3 separate regions of the Mus musculus genome follow, and regions 1 and 3 are each linked to region 2. The links are chromatin contacts, called in public HiChIP or PLAC-seq and promoter capture Hi-C maps. All regions are on one chromosome and are shown on one strand. The core of a region is the stretch at or near the end of the contact, and the rest is flanking DNA. Distances in the headings are between cores, read along the strand shown.

Region 1 (3,616 bases), core at 861-3,360, 300 kb after region 2:
CATTGCATATAATCTACTTACATCTGGAGTATTTTCACCTCCAGGTGACTTATAATGCCTGATATAGGTCTAAGTGCAACGTCAATAGTTATTATATTATTCTGTTTGGGGCATAGTGTCAAGAAAAAAAGCTTGTGCACATCAAACCTAGCCTCTCATTTTCTGCTGCTTATTTCAGATCCATGGTTGATTGAATCTGTCAATTAAGAGCCCGAATCGGCAGGGACTGTCAGCACTTCTCTTGGCCACCAGTAATCAGGACCGTGGCTAAATTAACAAAGAAGAAATCTAGAACAAGACAGCACTGACTTCAGTTCTGGGCCTGGTGTCTGCAGTTTTTATAACCTTGCCCTTGACAGTCAAAGGACATCCCATCTACACAAAATCTTTCTCCTTGAGTCAAGAAGGAAGTGAGTCTGACAATAACTCTTCCAATTTACCAGAAGAGAAGCATTTCCCAGAAACCACTAGTAAGCTGTGACTTAACTCTCTGGCTGAAACCTTGTGATTCAGGCATGATTGTATTCAGGACACTAAAACAGATGAAGCTTTCTCATTTTTTAAAAGACTTATGTTATTTCATTTATATCTTCAGACACACCAGAGAAGGCATCGGACCCCATTACAGATGGTTGTAAGTCACCATGTGGTTGCTGGGAATTGAACTCAGGGCCTGGAAGAGCAGTCAGTGCTCTTAACCACTGAGCCATCTCTCCAGCCCCAGAAGATGCTTTCTAGCCTCCAACATGGAGACATCAAGGTGAATCTGTAGATGTCATAGCTGGTCTCCATCTGGATTCTGACTCCTGTAGGAGACTGAGATACAACCTGCTTCTGTTTCTGTTACTATGCATGTGTCCCTATTTCAATGTATTTCAGTGTCACTTGGCCACTTCCCGCCGAACTCAGCGACCAGTCAGATTATGACACACAAGTTTGTTCCCATTTAAAATAATACATTAGTTCTATTCCCCCCACCTCCAGATCCTCTTCAGATCTCCCAATATACCTAACATTTCTTTGGTTTACATAAAAGCCCTATCTAATTTGCTCCCTAGGGGAGACCTACCACAATAGTAAAGTTGCACATTTCCACAGGGATTTACCCTAAACTGTTAATGAGTTGTGACTTCCCTGTCTGTACAGGCAGACAAAGCTGCTGCACCCCAAGCAGGTAGACAGAATTTGAACCAGATGGTTCAAGGCAGGGAAATGGGCTTAGCAGATCATTCCCAACACCTCCGTGTGTTGACTGAAATCCGTAAGGGGATGGCAAAACACCACCCTTATTTTCTCAACAAACTGTGCACCTTATTGAATATTAAACAGAAAGCTGAACAGAGGAGAGCTGGCTCTGGGTTTTCTTTCCTTGTCATTAGAACCATAAACTTGGCTGCTAGTTTCAACGAATCAATGGGGTGTGTGTGTATGGAGAGAGAGAGAGAGAGAGAGAGAGAGAGAGAGAGAGAGAGAGAGAGAGCTAATCTCATATCACTGAAGGACTTTCCGGTAATCCCACTACTACACATTGAATAAATCAGAAGTGGCAAGGGTGTGTGTCATTTCCATGAGTTCCTATATGGGAAGCAAATCCCCTTTTGCCCGATTTTCCAGTTTCAACAATAAATTACCCCAGCCTCTGATCCTCACTGTGAAGCCAGCGCCATTAAAAGCAGCGCGAATGCAAATTGAGGCGTTTCCCAGCTCTCAACACCCCACCCCTCACCCCCGACAGCCAGTTTAATTAAAGCCAAATTTGGTTGCGGAGTAAACAGGTATTTACAGATCAGGGGGAAAAAATCTGGTTCCGGTAATTAAAAGGATTTTGTAAATCTTGTCCTCTGTGTTAGAACACTTGGGTTTTAATAGTTAATTAAAGATGTCTTAATCATCCTTTGAGAGAAATTTGAAAAAGAAAAGATTAGGGACCAGCCACAAAGACACCACTGAAGTTCTGAAATTCCTGTCTGAGGAACCAGGGTCTCTCTTTACCTCATTGGCACGTAGACTTTGTCTTTCCTTTTCTTTGAACAAAAGGGTAGTCCTGTGCGCTCACAGCTGCTCCACAAGCCCCGGCCAGCTTGCGAGTCACCCACACACCACTGCCCTTGGAGCTAAGGGCACAGATGTCTGGTTCCTATGGCTTCCCAAGCTGTGACTGAAGACAAAGTCAAACTCGTTGGGCAGGCAAACAGACAGATGGACAGATGGAGAGACAGATGGGGCTTGTGTGTGTGTGTGTGTGTGTGTGTGTGTGTGTGTGTGTGTGTATGTGTACATATGCACGCGCGCACACACACACACACACACACACACACACATTAACTTAAGCAAGTGTCTTTCCTATCCAATGGTTTTTGATTTGGTTTGGTTTAGTTTTATTTTGTTGTTGTTTTTTAAGGTAACATAATGAACCAATTGACAGATCAGCACCCCTGTGCTAGGTACTGGAAGGGGACACCAGAGACTATATATCAGAGCACTCCTTGCTCAGGACTGGAATTTAAGACAAACACTTTGTGGCTAATGGTGCTACAAACCCTCCCACCCCCATAACACACACACACACACACACACACACACGCACGCACGCACGCACGCACGCACGCACGCACGCACGCGCACTCACGCACACGCACATAGAAAAGACACACAGGAGAGGACAACCCAGGGCCATGTAATACTGCAGGACAGGGACACACCATACATCCCAACTCTGTCTTCCCCTTGAGAGTGAGTCCAGCTGGCTTTGGCTGGAGAGGAGAAGCAGACGTCTGGAGAACAGTAATTCCAGACAGTGAACAGGACACACAGCAGGAAAAATCGATGCCTGCCTTTAGGAGTCTGTGGCTCCAGCGGCCAGAGCCCAGGGCTTGGCAAGAGTGAGATCTAGCGAGAAAGCCTGGCCTGGTCAGCCAAGGCTACCTATGGCTGGGCTGTGACCAGATAGCCCAAGTGCTGAGCTGCAAGGCCACTCCTGTTGTGTCTGACAAAGTGTGACAGGAAGAAGCACCTCAGCCGGCCCTGCCAAAGTGTCCCCGGAGGAATCAGTCACGCTACAGACCTAACATAAGGAAGGTTTATTAGTGAGATGGGAAGGGGACCTGCAAAAGGGGTAGAGGCAGAGGAAGGAAGGGGGACAGAGAAGAATAGACAGAGGAATGAGGAAGGACCAAAGAGGAAGAGGCCGGCAGGGACGCATGAGGTTAGAGGAAGAGAGAGGTAAGGGAGGGAGGAAGAGAGGGAGGGAGGGAGGGAGGGAGGGAGGGAGGGAGGGAGGAAGGGAAGGAGAGGTGTGAGAGAGAGAGGGAGACACAGAGGTCTCCAGTGGTCTTCTTATAAGCCTGGCTCCTGTCTCATACCTGGAGGGTGGAGACACAAGCTGTTGCTAGGTAACGGTTGGGCAGAGCCTAGAGGAATTGCTAACAGCTCCCCTAGGGCTTCTGTATGGACGTCTGTGCCTGGAAAGATTCACACTAAGTTGGCCATTTCTTCATGATGATGAACTGCCAGATCCTCAACTTCTATATAGCCAATTTTTCTAAAAAATTTTCCTAATGGGCCAGCAAGATGCCTTGGTAAATCAAGGCACTTGCCAGGCAAGCTTGGTGACCTG
Region 2 (3,226 bases), core at 11-2,510:
CGGTTATTTAACTTCTCTCTTCCTTAGGTTTCCTATATAAATCTGATTGAGTCCATTCTCTGGTGCTATCAGAGGATGCCTGTGGTATATAAAGAAAAGGTTTCTTTTGGCTCTCAGGTCTGAGATATTCCAGATTAGGTAGCCCTATTAAAGAAGGGCCTCGGGTACTCCAACTCCTGGTAGAGAGAAAGGGGGAAACACCGGCATGTATGAAAGAGGCCAAGCCCAGGAAGCCCAGCGAGTAGCATAGCCTTTATTAATAGCAACTCACTCTCCCAATAGCTAACCCAGTCCATCCAGGAAGGCAATAAGGATTCTACCACACACACACACACACACACACACACACACACACACACACACAGCCACAATCAGGCCCAGCCCTCGGCACTGTGCATTTGAAGGAGGCGAACCATATTTATAGGAGAGGGTCACACAGACCCCAACCACAGAAATGAGGGTCCAAGAAGTGTTGGGCTTTGTTATTGTGGGTGCATCTAGAGAAGCACAGAACACGGGAGAGGGACACACAAATGACAAAGGAGTGTGGGAAGGCAGTACTTCTCTGTATCAGCGACTTCTCTGTGTCACTGTGACCAGAATAGCTGACAGAAACAATATAAGGGAGGGGATGTTGTATTCTGGCTCATAATTTCAGTCTATAATATTGGGAAAGGCATGCTAGGATAACTCAGTCCATGGAGGAAGAAGTATGCTTGGTAGATGTTCCCACGATGGCTAACCAGGAAGCAAAGAGGGGGACCAATATCAGGACAAGGCTACATCTCCAAAGTGCGGGGGAGGGGGGGTCTGAGGGCTGGCAGGATGGCACAGCAGGCAAAAGCACTTGCTGCAGCCACCTGGGTATGATCTTACATGCACGAAAGAGCGTGGGGGGGGGTGCAGAGAGAGAGTTTTAAAAAATAAAGAAGGTAGACCCTAAACAACCTAGCTCTGCCCAATCTGAAGGCATCTCACAAATAGCCCCCATTCTGTGAAGGGTCCACAGTCTCGCAAGGCAGTAGCATATTCTCACAATATGTGCAGAACATGGATTCTAGAGGATATTTGAGATTCAAACCACAGCATTCCTGACTGTACTGCATGATAGGTCAAAAGAAGGGCTTTTTTTTTTTTGAGAATTTGAGGGACTCTGTAGCAAATCCACAAGTTTGCATTTAGGGGAGGTGAGGTTGGCCTCAACCTGCTGAATGACAATGTCTTTCACAGCCGCCCCTGGTGCTTCTCAAGTGGTGTTAATCAATGGGCTGACTCAGAAACCCCTCTGACTTAATGGAAATCTCCCCCTATTAAGCCTACCATAATAACTGTGAATTGCTTCTTCCTGTGGGGGTGGGGGAGTGGGGGTAGGGGGTTTAGGGGGATGCTCTTCCTAAGGAGAGAGGCCAGCTCAGTCTCCTGCCTGCTCTGAGCTCAGCTGCATTCCAGTCAGGACCTGACGCTACCTCTCCTGATCCACAGTTCAGAGTGAGGGCTTGTTTGTATTGTTTTGATTTGATTTTGTATTTTTTTGTTTTTGTTTTTGTTTTCTTTCTAAGCCTACTAATTTGATAAGTACTGAATTTCTTTTGGTAACTGCAGCTAGTTGCACACCTTCAGGAAGAAAAGTGCTCCTAGCCCACTCATAGTCAGAGATCTCACTCTGTTCTTCCTCTCCCTCCCTCTCTCCCTCCCTCCCTTTTCCCTCCCTCCCTCCCTCCCTTCCTCCCCAACCATCTGATTCATCTGACTCTTTAAAGTTTCTGACACAGTGTCTTGATGCCTTGTTTGAATTTTATAGAAACAAAACCCAGCACAACAAAGAGTTTGATTGAGGAACATGGGTGACAGTCTCCCAGGATAGAGCTGGCATCAGGAAGGTGTCCTGTCCCTATCATCCCTACCCCCTGCCTTACTGATTGGTAAACATGTGTCCTGGTTTGCTTTCTGTTGCTGTGATAAAGCATGACCAAGAGCAACTTGGGGAAGAGATCATGGCAGCCTAGAGATGATACAGTCTCTTATCAAAGGGGAAGCCAAGGCAGGAACTGGAGGCAGGAACTGAAGCAGAGACCTTGGAGGGGCACTGCTTACTAGACTGCATCCAGGATCAAGTTCTACTACCTTTCTTCTAACTCTTTTTTTTAATTCATTTATTTTTGCATGAGTAGACAAATTGTGCCTGGTCTACATATATAGACCACATGTGTGTGGTACCCACGGAGGCCAGAAGAGGGCATCAGCTCCCCCTGTGACTGAAGCTACAGACAGTGTGAGCTACCAACCTGGGTGTTGGGAGCTGAACTCCCTCCACCTCCTCACTCTTCCATCCTCTGTCTCCTGCAGAAACAAGGGCTTTTAACTGCTGCCTCCTCTCCATCTCCAAGTTCTGTTACCTTTCCTATAGAGCCCATGTTCACTTACCTAAGGATGGTACCTTGCACAGTGGGCTGAACCCTCCAACATCAATTAGAAATGTTGCAAGGAAGAAACACTCCACAGGTAGATCAGATGGAGACAATTCCTCATCTCAGGTTCTCTTCTCTTTCCAGGTGTGTCAAGTTGACGACCCAGATTATCCATCACACTCTGTATATAAGATCGTGGTGTAGGGAATAGGGAAGTTGGATGCTGAGTGGAGATCAGCTTAGAAACTGTTTGGAAAGTTTCTCAGTGATGAGGGCCTCTCTATTGTTGCCTTGGTCATGTATGGGAAAGTCACAGTGAACATCTCAGCCAATTAAATGCCGACGATGAGAAAACATGCGTCATAGATATACTAATGATGTCCTTTCCATGAAGAAATGTGAATGTCTGTGTCATGATAGACTGGGAGAGGAAAAGGAGACTGACGCAGAGACAAGGTTCATTGGTCATATAGACCTGAGGCAGGAACTGGAATGAATTCATTGTAGGAGTCTATTTAGAACGCCTTGTCTGATTCTATACAGACATAAAGAATGTTAAAGGTAAATTTTGTTTTAGAAATGTGTGCATGCATATGTGGGATGTAGGGTATAGAGTATGTTCAGAAAGGAGGAAAAACTGTTGGGTCATTAGAAAGTGCTTATCTCCAGCAAGCAGGCGTGAGGATTGCTCTGTAATTTCTTTCTGATTTTCCATATGTCTAGGCCTGACAGGAGAGATTCCATCTTGGGATGATCAACTTCCACAGTTCTGAGATGGTCAAGAGAAGCACCCACCCTGCCAGTGGAAGTAGCGGCAC
Region 3 (3,573 bases), core at 660-3,159, 390 kb after region 2:
TGCTTATGGGCCTTCACTAGCTTTGTCCTAAAGGAGAAGCTGTGACATTGAGCTTCTTGACTGGGGTTGGGATTTTATTAGGATAGACATGCATTTTCCTGTAAGGAGCTGGCCCTGAGCCCTTGTTTACACCATGTGCTCTCTCAAGTGCATGCCCTAGCAAAACATCAAGCAGGTTCTCATTTACACAAGGAAAAAAGAGGATCCAGACAAACCCAAACCACACAGGCACAGCAAGCAGTGCAAAAGAGAGCTGCCAGAAAAGTCTTTGTAAACATCCAGTGTAGAAAATGAAGCTAGAAGAGGAAACCTGGATGGTAGTTCTAAGAGAGGGGAAGAGACAGGGGTCTGGTGATATCGATTGTGTCTAGATGTGTTTATCTCCAAATACTACATACAGAGGCCTGTCACAAATTACTGTGTAAGTTGCCCTCATTATAAGTGGAATATTATTATTCCTTCTTTTATTTATCTAGGGGTGGTTATACTAGATATAATTCGGGTTATATTTCTGTGCTCTTGTAGGATACAACCCAATTTTTGAACTACTTAGCAGTCTTCTTTTTTTTTAAAAAAATTTTTTTTTCCTGTGTGTGTATTAGTCAGGGTTCTTTAGAGTCACAGAACTTATAGAATGTCTCCAAATATTAAGGGAATTTACTGTGATGACTTACAGCCTGTAGTCCAACTAACCCAACAATGGTCAGCTGTGAATAGGAAGTCCAAGAGTCTAGTAGCTGCTCAGGCCCACGAGGCTCATTGTTTCAGCTGGTCTTCTGCAGAAGTAGGTTCTAACAGATGTGTTGGCAACTAAGTGCAAGCAGGCGAAGAATGAATCCTCCTTCTTCCAAAGTCCTTATGTAGGCCTCAGCAGAAGGTGTGGCCCAGATTATAAGGTAAATACCAACAGGCTTGGATCTGGGACTTGCTTTGTTCCAGGCTGACCTTGAACTCAAAGCTCTCCTTGCCTCATTCTCCTGGGATTAAAGGTGTGTCCTACCTAGCCTGGGCCTAAGCTTTTCATGGCCACTATGTCTCAAGATCTCTGTGTCAAGATCTAGGTCAGAATCTTGTGTCTCCCAGCCTCAAGATCTGGATCACAGGTGAGCCCTCTAATTCTAGATTGTAGTTCATTCCAGATATAGACAAGATGACAACCGGGAATAGCCCCCACAATGTGTATGGGTGTTTTATCTGTATGTACATCTGTGTACCACATGCGTGCCTGGTAACCTCAGAGGCCAGAAGGGTGAAGTATTCCCTGGGACTGGAGTTATTGGCAGTTGTGAGCCACCAAGTGGGTGCTGGAAATTGACCCCCCCCCCCGGTTCTTTTTGAGAACAGAGTTCTTAACTGCTGAGCCATCTCTCCAGCAATCTTCTAGCATCTATTTACTTACTAAGTTGCCTTCCTGTGATTAGACATACTGTAATCTCTGATTACACATATGCACGTTCGCCCTAGCTAATCGTTATAAAGGTCCTTGGAAAACTATACATCGACATTAATCTCCACTACAGAAATATTCTCTTTGTATCACTTTAATATTTATGTAGTCCATCGCGTCTATCCCAAGTTTTAAATGCTCCCCCTATCTATTTTTTTTTCCATGCATAAATTTTAACCTCCCATTACTTCCAAAGTCAACTCCTGGGAATTCTGACTCGGGAGGTTTTATCAATCAGAGTCCACCACCGTCAGATTTAGTGACAAAAACACTACCTGAAGAGTGGAGGAAGAGACAGGTCTTGCCTGTCAGTGGGCTGCACAAACAAGTTCCTCAGGCGTGACAGGCGTGAGCCACACCCCAGCATCCCGGCTAGAGCGCGACCGCCTCTGCACCGAGCCTGCCCCCAATTTCCGGGCCAATCCCCTCTCGGAGGCGGAGCCCGGGCGGGGAGCTCGGTCATCTGACTTGGTGACCCGGGCACGGATGCTTTCTTCCCAGCGACCCAGACTGGAAGGTTGGTCCAAAGACTGCCTAGCCAGACTCGCGGAGCAGTCATGCCGCAGTCCCCGCGTAGCGCCCCCGGGCTGCTGCTGCTGCAGGCGCTGGTGTCGCTAGTGTCGCTGGCCCTAGTGGCCCCGGCCCGACTGCAACCTGCGCTATGGCCCTTCCCGCGCTCGGTGCAGATGTTCCCGCGGCTGTTGTACATCTCCGCGGAGGACTTCAGCATCGACCACAGTCCCAATTCCACAGCGGGCCCTTCCTGCTCGCTGCTACAGGAGGCGTTTCGGCGGTGAGCAGCCCCACCCAGCGGGGAGGGGACCTTGGGCACAGAGAAGGATCGCCGGGCTACTTGGGTCTCACAGGACTGGAAGACAGCATGACTAGCCAGTCTAACTTAGGTCCAAACTTTGCAGACTGAAGCCCAAGACTTGACCTGTTCATGCTTCTTCTTTCGCGCCCTAGGTGCTCAGGGACCCTACTTAGGATGGGTTCCGAATAACAACGGCCGGGCGTGGTGGCGCACGCCTTTAATCCCAGCACTCGGGAGGCAGAGGCAGGTGGATTTCTGAGTTCGAGGCCAACCTGGTCTACAGAGTGAGTTCCAGGACAGCCAGGGCTATACAGAGAAACCCTGTCTCCAAAAACCAAAACAAAACAGAATAACAATGGAACCCGTGACTCTGCTGGAGTCAGTTTGTTGGGCCTCAGATGGGCAGTTGAGATGACTCCAAAGATAGGGAGGGAACAAGGTCCTAGCCTGCAGAGTGAACCTCCTCTGAGTGCATCCTTAGATACGGATCTTTTAAGGGCCCTAGGTATCCCCAGTGTCGCTTTCAGCTCCGTATGTGGCAACAATTCAGATATCTTTAGTCTCTTCAGTTTTTTTTTCGTTAAGTGTATATGACTGCATGAATTTATGTGTACCGCATGTGTGGAGATACCTGCAGATGCCCAGGGCATGAAATTTTGGAGTGAGCCCCTAATGCGGGTGCTGAGAGCCGAACCTGGGTCCTCTGTAAGAGAGTAAGAGTTCTAAACCTCTGAGCTCTGGGGTGGTAGTCAGGGGAATGGGGGAAACCTTAAGTTGAAACTTTATAGGAGACCTCCCCCTTCCGAGCTATGTTCCATACCTAATAATGTTAGGTATTCAAATGTTAGTCTTTCCAAATGGCCTTTCAAGTGGCTCTTAAGTAACATCTGCTTTTCTTCTTGTTTTCCCAACACTTGGCAGTAGTTGCTCTGTCTTCCTCTCTAATAGGTTTCCTAAAAACCCTTGCCTCATTTAGCACTTAACTGTCAAGCCGGGCATTCTCTGGGCACAGAGTGCCAGCCATAGGTAGGCACCCTTGCCAAGAACAGGGGCTGTGCTAACCTTATTGGTTGCAGGGTAGATTGTATTTGGGACGGTATTTGAATGGGATCCCCCCTCTGCCCTCTCGATTTGAGACCTGGGCGGAAGGGTCTGCCCCCTGGGAACTGTAATTTGGTGCTAGCTGTGTCGCCTGCTTTCACTTCTTCTCTGTGTCTGGTGCATATAGCTATAACTTGATTTTGCCTGCAGGACACCAAACAGCTGACCAGGGAATGCAAAACAAAGTTAAGGGTGGGTGTTTTAGGCTCTT

The links. Promoter capture Hi-C pulls out the DNA fragments that hold promoters and counts their contacts. HiChIP or PLAC-seq counts read pairs in DNA pulled down with a chosen protein or histone mark.
Region 1: a contact with region 2 is called in an H3K27ac HiChIP or PLAC-seq map of embryonic stem cells, with 5 times the contacts expected there. The contact joins two enhancer-like sites. A contact is called at or near these places in 1 of 39 promoter capture datasets (cranial neural crest), 3 of 484 Hi-C or Micro-C datasets (bone marrow-derived macrophages and embryonic stem cells), 14 of 115 datasets of contacts at active chromatin or transcription factors (cardiomyocytes, differentiating embryonic stem cells, embryonic midbrain and 2 more) and 1 of 9 other capture datasets (embryonic stem cells).
Region 3: a promoter capture Hi-C map of embryonic stem cells shows a contact between it and region 2, with 4 times the contacts expected there. The contact joins the promoter of Hexb here to the enhancer-like site in region 2. A contact is called at or near these places in 1 of 39 promoter capture datasets (embryonic stem cells), 1 of 484 Hi-C or Micro-C datasets (embryonic stem cells), 11 of 115 datasets of contacts at active chromatin or transcription factors (bone marrow-derived macrophages, embryonic stem cells, microglia and 1 more) and 3 of 9 other capture datasets (adipose tissue, embryonic stem cells and macrophages).

Annotation. Positions count from the first base shown.
Region 1 is chr13:97,290,720-97,294,335 of GRCm38.p6, reverse strand. Gm33390 (a long non-coding RNA gene) reads left to right here. Exons shown (of 3, transcript XR_382781.1): 2 at 179-410; 3 at 596-622. Among named protein-coding and RNA genes, the nearest start is that of Gm33390, 6.6 kb to the left of the region's middle. Within about 2 kb of position 2,110, at least 52 of the 459 cell types and tissues checked have an H3K27ac peak or open chromatin away from gene starts, as enhancers often do. A contact at or near this core is called in differentiating embryonic stem cells and embryonic stem cells, where this site is marked.
Region 2 is chr13:97,586,300-97,589,525 of GRCm38.p6, reverse strand. No RefSeq gene overlaps it. Among named protein-coding and RNA genes, the nearest start is that of Gm5086, 28 kb to the right of the region's middle. Within about 2 kb of position 1,260, at least 10 of the 459 cell types and tissues checked have an H3K27ac peak or open chromatin away from gene starts, as enhancers often do. A contact at or near this core is called in differentiating embryonic stem cells and embryonic stem cells, where this site is marked.
Region 3 is chr13:97,196,693-97,200,265 of GRCm38.p6, reverse strand. Hexb (hexosaminidase B) reads left to right here and starts at 1,909. Exons shown (of 14, transcript NM_010422.2): 1 at 1,909-2,240. The coding sequence starts at 2,005.